Regions from separate parts of the Rattus norvegicus genome. Here region 1 is linked to region 2. A link is a contact called in public Hi-C data. All regions are on one chromosome and are shown on one strand. Each heading gives the region's core, a stretch centred on a gene start, on an enhancer-like site or on the middle of the called end of the contact. The rest is flanking DNA. Distances are from core to core; before and after follow the strand shown. Region 1 holds the start of Gsk3b (glycogen synthase kinase 3 beta). Region 2 overlaps Gsk3b (glycogen synthase kinase 3 beta).

Region 1 (6,984 bases), core at 2,823-5,322, 43 kb before region 2:
CAAGCAGAGACATACTTATAGAGGTAACACCCTATATACATTCAATTAAAAAAGTATAACTAAAATTAGTTATTCTAGGATTGGGGATATGCTTCAGTGGTTGAAGTATAACCATGAAGAGCTAGGTTAAGATTTCTAGAACCTACATAAAAGCTGGGGTGCTTACCACCCCAAAACTGGGGGACAGAGACAGGTAGATTCTGAGTTCACTGGCCAGACAGTCTAGCCAAATTGGTGAGCTCCTGGTTGAGTAAGATATCTGTCTTTTATTATTACTAGTGGCACTGGTATGTGCCATGGTGTTCAGATTTAGAGGCCAGAAGCAAGTTAATGGATTTGGTCCCCTCCCTCAGCATTGGTGGATTCTGCAGATTGAGTTTAGGTAATCAGGCTTTCATAACACCTTTAGCAGAACCTGAGGGCTGTGGGGACTGGACCAAGAGAGAGTTGTGCAGTAGAGGCTAAGAACAAGGGGCATGAACCCTGGTTCTGCTACCTTAACTTTGTGGGTCTTGCAAAAATTAGTTAACTTTCAAGGCACACTAACACCTTTTCCAGTAGTTCCCACCATGTAGGGAGGCAAAGTAAGAGGTTTTAAACGTCAGAAAACCACTACTGAATGGTAGTCCGTGTCCACCACCCCCACCCAAACTCATGTGGATCAGGCTGGTCTTGAACTCAGAGATTTATCTGCCTTGGCAGTACTAGTATTAAAGGTGTGTGCCACCATACCTGGCTGTTCTGTGTTTTATTAAATAAACATTTCCTTCTTCAAGTCCTATTTGTGGACTGAAATATGTATTTTTCCTATGAAAAGGGAAACCTTAGCTAGATTTTTTTTCAATTGAGTTAAAAATATCTGAAGGCAACAGAAAAGTTACTAATCATAACCCTAAGGTAGACTATTTCTGTACCAGTTTTATGTACAAGAATAGCCACGTTGCCAGTTTCTACAAACTAAACCCTTGTTATTTACTTTCCTGCTGGTATAATTAGGTAGGAAGGATTTAAAGTTTTGCACCACAGCATTTTAGAACAGTGGCAAAGGTCTTTCATAATAGCATGGAGAGGCACCATTCAAATGACAAAGTTGCCAAGCAAGGCGTTTGCTTTTTAACATTCTTTACCCTCCCCCATGGCATCCAGCTACCTTATATACTATTTTAATTGTGAAGGGCAAGAGCCTCTTCTGGACCTGGGGCATAAAATCTGTGCTAAGGGATGAGATTACAAATTGGTTGCCTGTTGGGCATATTTTCCTGGGATTTTACTTTGTTGGTCTACGTGGTTTCGGCGTATCGATAGCCAACACTTAAGATTTAAAAATTTCACATAAAACTTCAACGTTATGGTTTTGGGAACAAAAAAGGGAATAGGGCTATCTTAATGTGGACCCCCTTAAGGGCATGGATGGATACTCCCATTTCCACATCGCCTAACATTCCTATTGTCTTCCACCAGGCCAGTGTCATTCATTCGCTTTGCCAGGCCTCTATAGACATCTGAGTCTGCAAACACTATCCAGACCTTTACTGTCTCCCTTCAAAGCTTACTTTGTTCTGCCCCAAGCCTCTCATCAGATTTTAAAGCAATAGCTAGGTAATCTGATCAAGTACGTGTACTTTTACATGTGCTTTCTGGAGATAGCATCTCAACAGAAAGAGATGACTATGCGGGTGGATACTACAAGTATCACGGGATTACAGACAGGATTGCCAGTGTCCACTCTAATTTACTCTCGTCATAGTAGCCACGCTACCCAGCTCTCGGATGGACGGACCAAGGCAATGGTCTCCTTTGTAGAACAATGGACGCTTGACTACACGTGAAACCTACTTGAGCAGCAGTGTGCATATCACCCGAAACACTAAAAACTGCTACGAGCAATTCTGACTTGAGCTTCCTTGTAGGCTTCAGGGTATCGGCCTGACCACATTTCCCCTCACCTGTTTTCGGGGTTGCTTTTGCGCTGTACAGTCGCGCCCAAAGAACGCGCGCATCTAGCATGAGCTCATCTTTCGGGGGCGTTTCCAGAAGGCCAGACCTGGCAGTGTGCGCCTGCTGCAAAGGGCTCCCCCCACCCCCACGATATCAGCGGCCCCCCGCGACGGGCGGGCGCGGCTGCCCAGAGGCGCTCCCTCTCTGGAAGCTTTGTTTCCATTTGAGTGCCTACGTCTTTCAGGGAAGACGTTCCCATATCCTTAGCTCGCGCGGTGGGGAGCCTCGGGCGCACTCGGTAAGCTGCGCCCCGCGGAGCTCCCGGGAATGGGGACAACCTCTCGTCCCACTAGAGCGCTCGCGGCTCGGCCCTCCGACCGCCAGCATTTTCAGACCGGCTGCACAGCCAGCACGAGCGTCGGGTCGGAGAGCAGACGCAGGCCGACCACTCAGCCGGTCCGCCCGCTCTAGGGACCACCCGAGGCCAATCCCACTGCAGCTAGGTCTTGCGATTACACAGCAGTGGTCGCCCATTGGCCGCCGCCACGGGCTCCTACACCCTCCTTCTCCCTTTTGCGGCTCCCCTCCCCCGCGCTACAGCTCCGATGCTGCAGACCAATGAGATGGCACTTTATAGATGCACTCCCTCCGCTTTCGTCTTCTCCCCGCCTCAAAGAGGGAGGGGAGGCTCTGACTGGCCAGATGTCCTCGGAAGCCCCCTTCCCTTCACCAATCACTGAGAAAAGAACACGCCCGGTGGAGTTGTCCAGCCAATGAGGAAACGGGCGCGGTGCCCAGCCGAGTAGTTCCTCCCGCGACTCGGGAGTTTCGCTGTCCTTAACTCTTCAGGCTTCCCCCTGCGGGCCTAGAGCTCCGATTGGCCACTGTCGCTATTGTCGAATCTTTTCTCCAGCCAGCCACAGAACAAGGCGAACCCTCTTTCCCTCTTTTCGGCTACCTTCGGCATTCCTCGTTGCCGGGGCGTGGTCTCCCAGCGGCGTCTCCTCATTGGTTATTTAGGCCGCTCGGCTTTTTCCGGCCGGAGCTGCAAGCAAACGACGTCTTTGATTGGTTCCAGCTTAGGTTTCGGCTCCACAGCCGAAGCTGGCGGGCGCGGGCTCGGCGAGCGATTCCCAGACGCCTGTTACGCGGGCGGCGGGGCGCTGGGCGGTGTAAGGCTGGGTGGGGGAGGAAGGAGGCGGAGGACGAGTAGGAAGGGGGAGGGGGGAGTGGGGAAGGGCTAGGCGACTGCGCAGACGGCGCGCCTCGCACAGAGCAGCCCCCGACCCGGCCGAATGCGGGCTTGTGTCGCCGCCGTCGCCGCCGCCTGGGCCGAGTGACAAAGGAAGGAAGGCAGCGAGGAGGAGCCGTCCCTGCAGCCGCTGACAGGGCTTCGGGCTCGGGGCACAGCGCGGACACTTCCCGAGCAGCCGCTCAGCAGAGGCGAGGGGCGGAGGCCGGCCGTGCCGGGGCCGCGGACGGGGGAGGGGACCCCGAGGGACGGAAGCGGTTGCCTGGTTCCCATGTCCCCGGCGTATGGGGAGCAGTCAGGGAGCCGCTGCCTGGGGTCTGAAGGGAGCTGCCTCCGCCGCCGCTGCCGCCATGGCCGCTGGATCCAGCCACCGCCTGCAGCTGCTCCTGGCGCAATGAGGAGAGGAGCCGCCGCCGCCACCGCCCGCCACTGACTCGCGACTGCGCTGCCCTCCGATTCACCCGGCCGCCGCCGCCGTCAGACCGCCGGATCCCTCTGCTGCCGGAGCCGCAGCGTTTGCCGTCGCATCTCCGAGCCATCTCCTCCCTCCTTCCCATCCCCCTTCTCTTCAAGCGTGAGGCTCGTGATCCTTCCGCCGCTTCCCTTCTTCATTGACTCGGAAAAAAATCCCCGAGGAAAATATAATACTCAGAGTACTTATTTTCAATCAAGTATTTGCCCTCGTTCACGTGATATATATATATTTTTTAAGGATTCCACTCCACCCTTTTTCTCCTCTCCCAGGAAAGGGAGGTGAAAGAATTATATTTTCCCCCCAGCTCTAAATCATCTATGTGTTAAATATCCGTACCGATCTGTCTTGAAGAAATACATAGCTCCTTTTTTTTTTCTTCTTAAATAGCTATACAAAAGGAGTGAAAGGCCAAGAGAACGAAGTCTTTTTTTTTTTTTTCTTGCGGGAGAACTTAATGCTGCATTTATTATTAACCTAGTACCCTAACATAAAACAAAAGGAAGAAAAGGATTAAGGAAGGAAAAGGTGAATCGAGAAGAGCCATCATGTCGGGGCGACCGAGAACCACCTCCTTTGCGGAGAGCTGCAAGCCAGTGCAGCAGCCTTCAGCTTTTGGTAGCATGAAAGTTAGCAGTGAGTATCGATTTTATTTTACACCCTTTCTCCACCTCACCATTAAGATAAGAAACCTCGAAATACCAGGATCTAAACTAACAGACCTGATAGAACAGTCAGTCAGCCAGTGGTAGTGGAAAAGGGCAAAACCTGTCTTGACTCAAGATGAGGCAGCTCCTTTTTCTCCTCCCATACCCATACCCCCCTCCCCCAGCCTCATTAACCTTGAATTGAGAGAATATTAGTTTTATTTGGCTGATTGGATTCGAAACTTATTTTCTTACGTTCTCCGTGCTGTTGGTAGTCAGTCTTTTCAAGTGCCCCAGTGCCTCCGGGTTAAGCGGTGGAAGCTTTCGCTTGCCCATCCCTTTGAATAAAGAGGACAACGCTTGATTAATAAACCATGATGTACATTTGCCGAGTCCGTGTCTTCTGGAATGAGGGGGTTTATTTTAGTTAGCTCAGGTTATCACGGGTCTGCATTCTAAATAGAGATACTAAATGCCCCAGCCTCCTAATATTTCCTTTTTGCCTGTGTGACTACACAAAGTATTTTTGAATCTGGGGAGGAACTTGCTTGGTAACCCACATTCCCGTTGGAGGCGAGCTAGTATCCATCCCTCACTCTTCTCCGGGCTGGTGGGAGCTGAGAAATATCCCGCAGCAGATGCATCTCTGAGTGCATTGTTTTTAATTTTTAAGTGGTTTAATGTGTTATCTCTTAACCTTCCTGTTTTGACATTACCAATCTGCCACCATATAATTTGTGTAATCAAAAGGTAACTTGGAGATTCAACTTTTGATTGAGGTTGTATTGCCATATTGCCAAATACTAAGTTAAGTGTTGTCACTGACTGTCATTTAAGTTTAATTTTGAAGTGGTGTTGCATTTATTACTTGTTAATTTTTTTTTTAAAGAGTACAAGTGGATACCTTTTTAGGCTGATTTAAAATGTATCTATGAGTATCTGTCAGTCTTTTGCTGGGGAATCTGTGCTGAAAAAAAAAAAAAGTCTGTGTTCTTGAAGTGTTTGGTATACCGAGTATCCAGTGTTCAAATGTATCTATTTGTGGAGATGTTTATGTGGTATTTCATGACAGCTTATTAGAACATAGTTGCAGATTCTGGCCAAAATATCTATGGTATTTTCCTTATTCCTTGAGAAAGAAGAGGGAGGAGATAGATAAAACTGTTTTGTGGCTGAGAGGAGCTGCTGTAACTGAAGAACTAAGATTTTTAAAAAGTTAAAATGCATGTGCTGTTATGTGCAATTGATTAAGCAACTGGGAGTGAGGAATCCTCCAGTTGCACGCAGGATTGTTATGTGCAATTGATTAAGCAACTGGGAGTGAGGAATCCTCCAGCTGCATGCAGGATTGCAGTTCTGTAGGCTTTTGGACCTTGTCTGGAACAGAGAAGTCCAAAGTTGTATCCAGAGCGATAGCTGAGTGGGAGAGATTTTTGCAAGTTAACTTTTTTCTTTCCTTCAGTGAGTGACTAGCCAATTTAGAACGCAGGGCATGTTAAGAGGGAAGCTGATTTCACATCTTTCAGGGAAGGGTCATGCTTTCTAAGCACTTTATGGAGTCATTTGAAAGGAATTTTAAAAAATGCTAGGGTCATTTTCAGTGATGATGAAGTAGACTTCATGGTAACTACTGAAGAGCCTTTCATGGTACTTCAGTATTTGTGCTTTGACTAGTTTAAAAAAAAAAAAAACCCAGTCAATTTTAGACCATTTATGAGGTTTATTTCAGAGATCTGTAATGCCAGACTAAAATACCAAAGTTGGGAATTTCTCTTCTTGTTTCCAGGATTTTCTTTGAAAACAACTTAGCCTTGATAGAGTTTCTTTAGGGTGGAGGAAATCCCAGAGGAATATAGTTTAAAGTGTTTTAATTTTATATTTACCATATCAGTCAACATTAAAAAGATGCTAATTATTACTATTTTTTTTTTAAAAATAACCTTGATATTAAGGACACATAGATGAAAGAGGAATTTGTTAGGGTGCTGGTGTTCAAAAAGGCATGTATGACATTAAGTCCTTGTTCCCAGAGCCTCTGATGTAAAGGCATACACATTCAGAAAAGGGCGAAGGCGATAAGCCTGATAACCGCAGTATTATAAAACGCCAAGTGAACCATTTGTTCAGAGGGACACAGGAAAAGGGTGATGAGGAAGGAGCAGGGAGGTTTCCGCAGAGGTGCTTCTTAAAACAGGTGCTGGCTAAGTCCATGAGCCTGTGGAGACACAAGCAGTGCACTGGGTAGAAGGCAGGCCCAGCCAGTCTGTTCTGTATGGGAGGTAAGGTGGTATATCTCAATTACCCCAGCCTACACGGGAGAACCGGGACGTGGGAGCTGAGGCTTAGAGGAAAGTAAGTTAATAAAGGGCAGAAAAGGCCTGTAGGTTCGGGTGGGGATCTAGGAGCTATCTGTCTGCACTAACTGTGCATTGCTGAACAAGACGTTCTGAAGGGATTTGGATAGCTGAAGGGAGAGACATTAGAAGCCTTTTGGGAGATAGTAGACTATGTTAGAGATCACAGTGAAATGTGAACATGGGATGAAAGGAAGAGATTTGAGGACTCATGAGGGAAAAGCTGGCAGGGCTTTGGATTGGACTGAAGGAGAATATTTGTGGAGTCAGGAGTTAAAAATAAAGTCTGAGGTTATTGGTCTGGAAGACTTGACCGCTGGG
Region 2 (6,852 bases), core at 1,796-4,295:
GAGAGACACAAAGTGGCTTAGCTCTGTGATCGGACGTAGTTGGCTATACTCTTCCTTCCTGGATCAATGGACTTTGGTAGACCTAAGCATAATTTAGGCATTTAATATGCATTAGAAAGATTTGGATATTTGGGGAAATGGTTAGAAAGGTAATTTTATTTATGTATGATGTCTCTTGCAGACCTGACGTAAATGACCATGCTCTTATCTGGTTACTTTTCATAGTTACATGGGTTCCTATGAAGCTATTAAGTAGTATTCTTTGTTGAAATTTTAAAATTTCAGGGTTTGTTTCTTAGGTGTATTTTCCTAAGTTGTCCTATAAAGGACTGCGTAATGGTTAATATAAATATGTGTGTATTCACAGTGACAAATAAGCCAAATAAGCCAAGTCCTGTGCCTTCGCTTACTACCTGTGGTTAAGCTTGGTTTTAGATCTTGGGGTTTAGAATGAAATCTGTAGGGAGAAGAAAGGAAGACTCCCCCTGCCCCAGTAACAACTAAGATGCGAGATGTGGGATAAATTTGTCTGGGATTGATTTTACTGACGTAAAACTGTTGCAAGCTTACGGGAAAGGGACGGTTTTGTGTGACTGATTGCAGATGTAGGAACGTGGCAATGTTAAGAGTCAGGCTGGCCGTCCCGGTGCTGCTCAGTAACTGAGTGTCTGGAGTCTGGTCAGATGGGAAGTGGGGACAGTGCATCTCTTTGCCATTTTTATTTGAAGAGTCTCACATCAACGGTAGTAGTTTATAAACTAAAGGCACTTTTATTTAATACCTATTTTAAAGCAAGTTTGTGCTTTTGGATTTATAAAAATTATAGTATTAAATTTACATCAAAACTGTTGGGTGATCTAGTGAGATCTGTTCTTCACACTTCTCTTTGCTTGTAGAAAATCATGCTCCCCTGTTTTCCATTTCTGTTCCTTCTGGTCTTGCAAGAGCAATAGCTGGTAGTAAGCAGTTGATTATTCCTTTGTATGATGATACATTTTCTTAAATGTGTGCTCTCAAGTCTCCTTTTACTCATTTTAGATGAGTTATGAATCTAAAAAGTTGGTTTTTATCAGGCAAAATTAAACTGTTGTATTTTAAAAGGTGTTCTTAACACTTTATATTAAAAGGTGTGAAGACTTTACTCAAAGTGTGAGCTTCTGTTGGACTGAGTTTTCTTGGATTTATTTGGAATATGCATGACTCAGTTTACTTCCACTTTTAGGTGCATTGAACAGTGTACAGAACTTGTGGATCGGATGACCAGGGTTTAGTTTCTGATCTTACTATATAATCCAGTTAGTTTCTGAGTTTTCACCCCCTTCTCCCTGGTTTCAAATCATTTTTCTCTCCCTTTTATAGTGGTTGGCTTATGATGGATACAGATAACACACCTTGTAAACTCTGAAGTGCTCCGTCAGCGTTGTGTGGTGATCTTGGCTGGGCGCAGGGAAGCTCGTCAGACAGTCTGGTTGTGTGTTTGCCACCTCTTTTGAAGTCTGCTGTGTTTATTTCAGTCACTCTCATCTCTGTAGTTTCTAAAGGATACTGGCAGCTGCAGATTTAAAAAAAAAAAAAACTCAAACGAGCAGTTACTTTACGTTCTGCTGTGTGTGGGTGTGAAATGGGGTCGTTTCTAGAAAGACTGGTGAACATGGTTGATGCCTTCAATTAATGGAGTTTGGTTGTTAAGTAGTGATTAGTAAAACATGGGTCCACCTGTAGTAAACAGTGGTTCTAGAGAACACAGACTCTGTGTCAGATACTTCTCTGCAGTTTTTAGATTAATAATTTTACACTTTAAAGTATGTAAAGATGAACTTGTGTGATGTGCTATGGGAAAGAAGCAAGGTTTTTGTTTTTTGTTTTTGTTTTTGTTTTTTTTTTTTTTTTTTTTTGGTGCCTATTTCAGTGGAAAGCAAAATTGAACGAGCTGCTACAATGTGTACTGGGTTGTCAGAAGGCAGGCCATATTTTCCATGAAAGGGTTGAGTGGTAAGTCCTAACAGACCTAAAATGTGTAGAGTGTTAGTTCTGATGCTGCACTCAGGATGGGCTAGAACTCGATTCACCAGTTTTGTAAGATGATTTTTCTGGCTTTCTTTTGGATTTGTGGCTGGGCAGGAAGCCCTCATTCAGAATCATAGATCTTAAAGTAATTATTTGCTTTTTTACTGTAAGTACTTTTAATGAATTCTTTCCTTCTGGGTATGGTGTATTACTACATTGGTAATCTGGTAAATTAGCTTTTTAAAGGGAAAATGCCTGTCTATCTCCCTTTGTTTCTCAGGTGTGCAGTTTGGTAGGCACATGAAAATTTTAAATGTCAAAGTTCTAAAGTCAAAGCAGCTTGGGCATACTGCATATCCTTTAGATATCAGATACTTGTTTCTAAAACCTGTGGTAATTATTTCAAGTGTGGTATTAGATCAAGTCAAATATTTATTCATTTTTGGTTTGGTTTGAGTCTCTTCTAGTTCATGGAAGCTAAAAAAATAGGAAATGTGCTTGATTCTATGAATTTTAGTAAAATAATATCAGTTCAGAGTTAAATTAGTGCAGTTCATTTTTATTTTGACATTTTTGCTTGGTTTAAAGTACAGTTATAGTTAAGAGAAGATAGAAATATGTTCATTAAAGCTAGTTCAAAACAAGTATAGCTATTTCCAAGTAAAATTTTGGGTAGCTACTAGGGTCTGTTACCAGACTTTTCTGTGAAGTATTTGAAGTTTAGTTTTGCTGAACACAGTTAGGTTTTGGACCTGGACAGCAATGTGTCCTCTTAATAGCCAAGCCCATAGTATATTGTTGGAGAGCGAGCAACAATTCTGGACTCTGGTAAACCCACGTGTGGCAAACACCACCCTATTTTCAGTAAGTTCTGAATCATATTTTGCTGTTCTAAAGGCGTTTATGTGCTTTCACCCCGGGATTTGGATCCGATCAGCGGCAAGCATAGAAAGAAGTGGAAGCAGAGGTGCAGAATCAGTCAGCCCTCAGCGGAGCAGTGCTGCTGCGAGAGCAGTCTCCGCTAATCCCGAGACAGCATTTGCTGAGCGCTTTGATTGTGTTAAATCCTGTGCTAATAATAAGCAGGAGGGAAATGGTCAAGATAACCTCTGTTTTTCTAAGAGTTCTTAGCTAAGTGAGGGGCCAGTGCTTTTACTAAGTATAGAACATTGCGATAAGCACCACAGTAGGCCACAGTCAGAGGTACGAGAGCCCTGGAGACAGGGAGGATGTTGTTGTTTCTGCTCAGTAAGTCAGAATTCCAAGAGTGTAATTTATTGAGCACCCAGTATATAGTGCATCATTAAATAAGTCAAACTACCTAGTGAGTGGTTAGCATTCCTCAGAGAATCCTCCAAAGTGACTGGCACTCCTATATTACAGATACACAGCAGTAGGCTGGACGCTTCAAAACATGGGGTCCGTTACCCAGCAGCGGGGTGGAGTCCTTTGGTTTTATTTGGAAAGTGGGCAGGCAAGGAGAAACTCTTCAAGGACTGGTCTTGACTGACTTTCTCTTTCTTTCTTTCTTTCTTTCTTTCTTTCTTTCTTTCTTCCTCCCTCCCTCCCTCCCTCCCTCCCTCCCTCCCTCCCTCCCTTTCTCCCTCCCTCCCTCCCCCCTTCTCTCTTTTGAATTTTTTCTGTTTCTAGTGTGAGTGAGTGGTAACAGTGGCAGCAGGCAAGCATAACAAGTGATGAACTGGCTGGTTTTGTGTGTCAACTTGACACAAGCTGGAGTTATCACGGAGAAAGGAGCCTCCCTTGAGGAAATTCCTCCATGAGACCCAGTTGTAAGGCATTTTCTCAATTAGTGATCCAGTGGGGCCTGTTGTGGGTGGTGCCATCCCTGGGCTGGTGGTCTTGGGTTCTATAAGAGAGCAAGCTGAGCAAGCCAGGGAAGCAAGCCAGTAAGTAATATCTCCCCACGGCCTCTGCATCAGCTCCTGCTTCCTGACCTGCTTGAGTTCCAGTCCTGACTTCCTTTGGTGATGAACAGCAGTGTGGAAGTGTAAGGTGAATAAACCCTTTCCTCCCCAACTTGCTTCTTGGTCATGATGTTTGTGCAGGAATTCAAACCCTGACTAAGACAAGTGGGTAACACCTTTTGTTTTGTAGCTCTTGTGTAGGCCCGTTTACCAGAACAGTTAACAGATCATAGGCAGTTGGCCTTGCAGCTTATGTACCTCAGTTTTGGGTTTCTCAGCTCTTCACAGCAGCTACTGTTACAGCTTTGTAACAGTGTTATGGCTCTCCCATGCTCGCTCTCCCACATGTGCGCTCTCTCTCTCTCTCTCTCTCTCTCTCTCTCTCTCTCTCTCTCTCTCTCTCCCTCCCTCCCTCCCTCCCACACACACACACACACACACACACACACACACACACACCCGCCCCATTCTCCACTCCCCACCCCCAGTTGTTGCTTCTGTTGGCCTTAACCTGTTTCTGTAACTAAGGGCACCTGGCCGCTTCAGTGCACTGGAAGCTCTGCTTGTCTCCTGCTTAGCTCGCCCTCTACTGTCTGATCACTCTGGGCAGTTGTGCAACTCCATGCCTCTGCTGCAAGTGCAGAATTCCCTTGGTTTTGCAGTTCAGTTAGAAGATCCATGTCCTCTGCAGCTTTCAAAACAGCTGGAAACTCCACACCTCTGTAGTGTGTTGAACTGCGGCATCCATCGTTGCCCCACTCTATGGCCACTGTCCTGCGACGCTGCCTGTGCAATCTGCTCCACTAGAAGCAGGCAAGAAAAACCCACCTGGGAAAATCTTTTTATTAATTTAATGCTACACCTAATGTTGTAGCATTAGGGGAGGCAACACAGGAGTGTTAATTAGTTGGCTCAAAAAGTGGTCCTCCTTCATACACATGAGGGTTTATGCCAGTCATGCTATTGTCCTTTCTGGGTCTGTCACAGCGGTCCTGCTAGGCCACCAGTGAAAGTGCACTCCCAGTCTGACCTGGGGGTAATGACTGAAGTGTCTCAGGGCTTCGTAAACTTTTTCTTCTTGTGACCCCTCTTTTTGTTTGAAACAAATCTAGGCAACACCAGGTGCATCGATATCTAAAATAGGTGCACAACGCTAGCAAGATCGCTGAGTGGGTAGGGACACCCACTGTCAAAGCCTTATGATGCGAGTTCATCCCGGTGTGAGACAAACTACACACACACACACACACACACACACACACACGTGCGCACACACACAGAACATAGTGTCATTTTAAAATTCTAAAACAAATATATATAATACAGTGTACATTTACTGCTAATAAGTCAAATATATTTCAGAAAATTCATTATAGGTATAATAATCCCACTTACTAAAGACAAAATCAAGTTTGCATACTAATAATGTAGATGTTTATTTTTACATAAATAATTAAATCGGTAAATATTTGATACTGCATGATGAAGAGTATCTTCAGAATTCTATGTGAGGTAAACACACTGCCGTTGATCCCTGCTTCAGAGGTTTCATAGTTGATGAATATCTTCAAGTAGACTGATCAATGCTGAGAATACCACTACTCAGGGTAGCATGGTAGAAGTGTGTTGACACGGTGTTAACAACGTGACAGATGTTAGTACTGTCTGAGAGGTGAGCCTTTGGATAAGTCTGTGGGGATTGTTGAGTGAGGTGATCTGGCCCACCCACTGCAGATAGCCTCGTTCCCCAAACGTGGAATCCTAGAACACATACCTGGGCACAAACACTTGTGCATGTCTCTGCTCAAGCTCCCATGCAGGGACTCTTCTGTTGCAGTAGACTGTAGCCTCCGCTGGGAGCTTTGCATACTGTTGTGGGGTTCTGAGTCGTGTCTTTCTAAAACCACCTAGTTTTAAGATATTTACTTCATTGTGTGTGTGTGTGTGTGTGTGTGTGTGTGTGTGTGTGTGTGTGTGTTTTCCTGCATGCATGTATGTCATGACATATGTAGAGTGTGGGTGTGGAGCCCTTAGAACTGGAGTTAAAGTTGATAACTGTAAGTCTACCGTCTGGGTTCTGGGACTTAAACTCTGGTCCTCTGAAAGAGCAACAATTGCTCTAAACTGCTGAGCCATCTCTCCAGCTCCAACAGCAATTTTAAAAATAAAACATTTTAATATAATACAATTTAGAGATATGTAATTTGTTATACATCCAGGAATGACGGTAGAAAATATGAAAAGTCTTTGCTTTCGCTAAACCATTATCTGTAAGAGCCAAAAACTTTGTATGTATTTATATGCATAGTAAAACCCTGTAGTTCATAGTGTACAGTAGTCTTCAACCTGAATGAAGGCATTTCAGGATCGGCAGTCTGTGCCGTAGCAGTGCAGTCATCAGCACAGCTCACGGTGTGTTTAGAGCAACGCTGCCTGCAGCAAATGCCTGCAGCGCGGTGCGGCCGGCCGAGCCCTTTCAGAACCAGATTCAGCTCACCCTTCTTGCTTGGTTAGTTTACCCTAATGCTTTACATAGGATTAGGTGGGATTGACATTTTTTTACTAAAAATTTTTTTACCTAGACATTGCCCTGGAATGAGCTGCTGCCCATTAGGAGTGACTGCTTTACTGATTTCCCGGTATTCCTTTTCTTTCTTCCTCAGCTTCATTGCCCCAGCATCTGTGAGCAGTGACACTGTGGTGTAGAAAATCCCCAAAGAAGAGTTGAATTTTAGAATTTGTCCATTCTGAAGCTGTAGCTCTTGATTTTCCTTTTTGACTTTTATGTTGGTTCATGTATCTAAGCAAAGTTGTTTTCTTTGGGAGAGCATCTGCTTTAATAGTTGTCCTTTAGGCAGTTAACATAGAGCTGGGTTTTTTTAAACCTGAAAATTGACAGCAGCCAGTGTTTCCTTTTCCG

Evidence for each region. A called contact is a pair of places that touch in the nucleus more often than the background predicts.
Region 1: a Hi-C map of liver shows a contact between it and region 2, with 3 times the contacts expected there. The contact joins the promoter of Gsk3b here to the enhancer-like site in region 2. A contact is called at or near these places in 6 of 12 Hi-C or Micro-C datasets (frontal cortex, hepatocytes, kidney and 2 more).

Annotation. Positions count from the first base shown.
Region 1 is chr11:76,150,337-76,157,320 of GRCr8, reverse strand. Gsk3b (glycogen synthase kinase 3 beta) reads left to right here and starts at 4,072. Exons shown (of 11, transcript NM_032080.1): 1 at 4,072-4,298. The coding sequence starts at 4,211.
Region 2 is chr11:76,105,949-76,112,800 of GRCr8, reverse strand. All of the region lies in intron 1 of Gsk3b (glycogen synthase kinase 3 beta), which reads left to right. Among named protein-coding and RNA genes, the nearest start is that of Gsk3b, 44 kb to the left of the region's middle. Within about 2 kb of position 3,045, at least 9 of the 93 cell types and tissues checked have an H3K27ac peak or open chromatin away from gene starts, as enhancers often do. A contact at or near this core is called in liver, where this site is marked.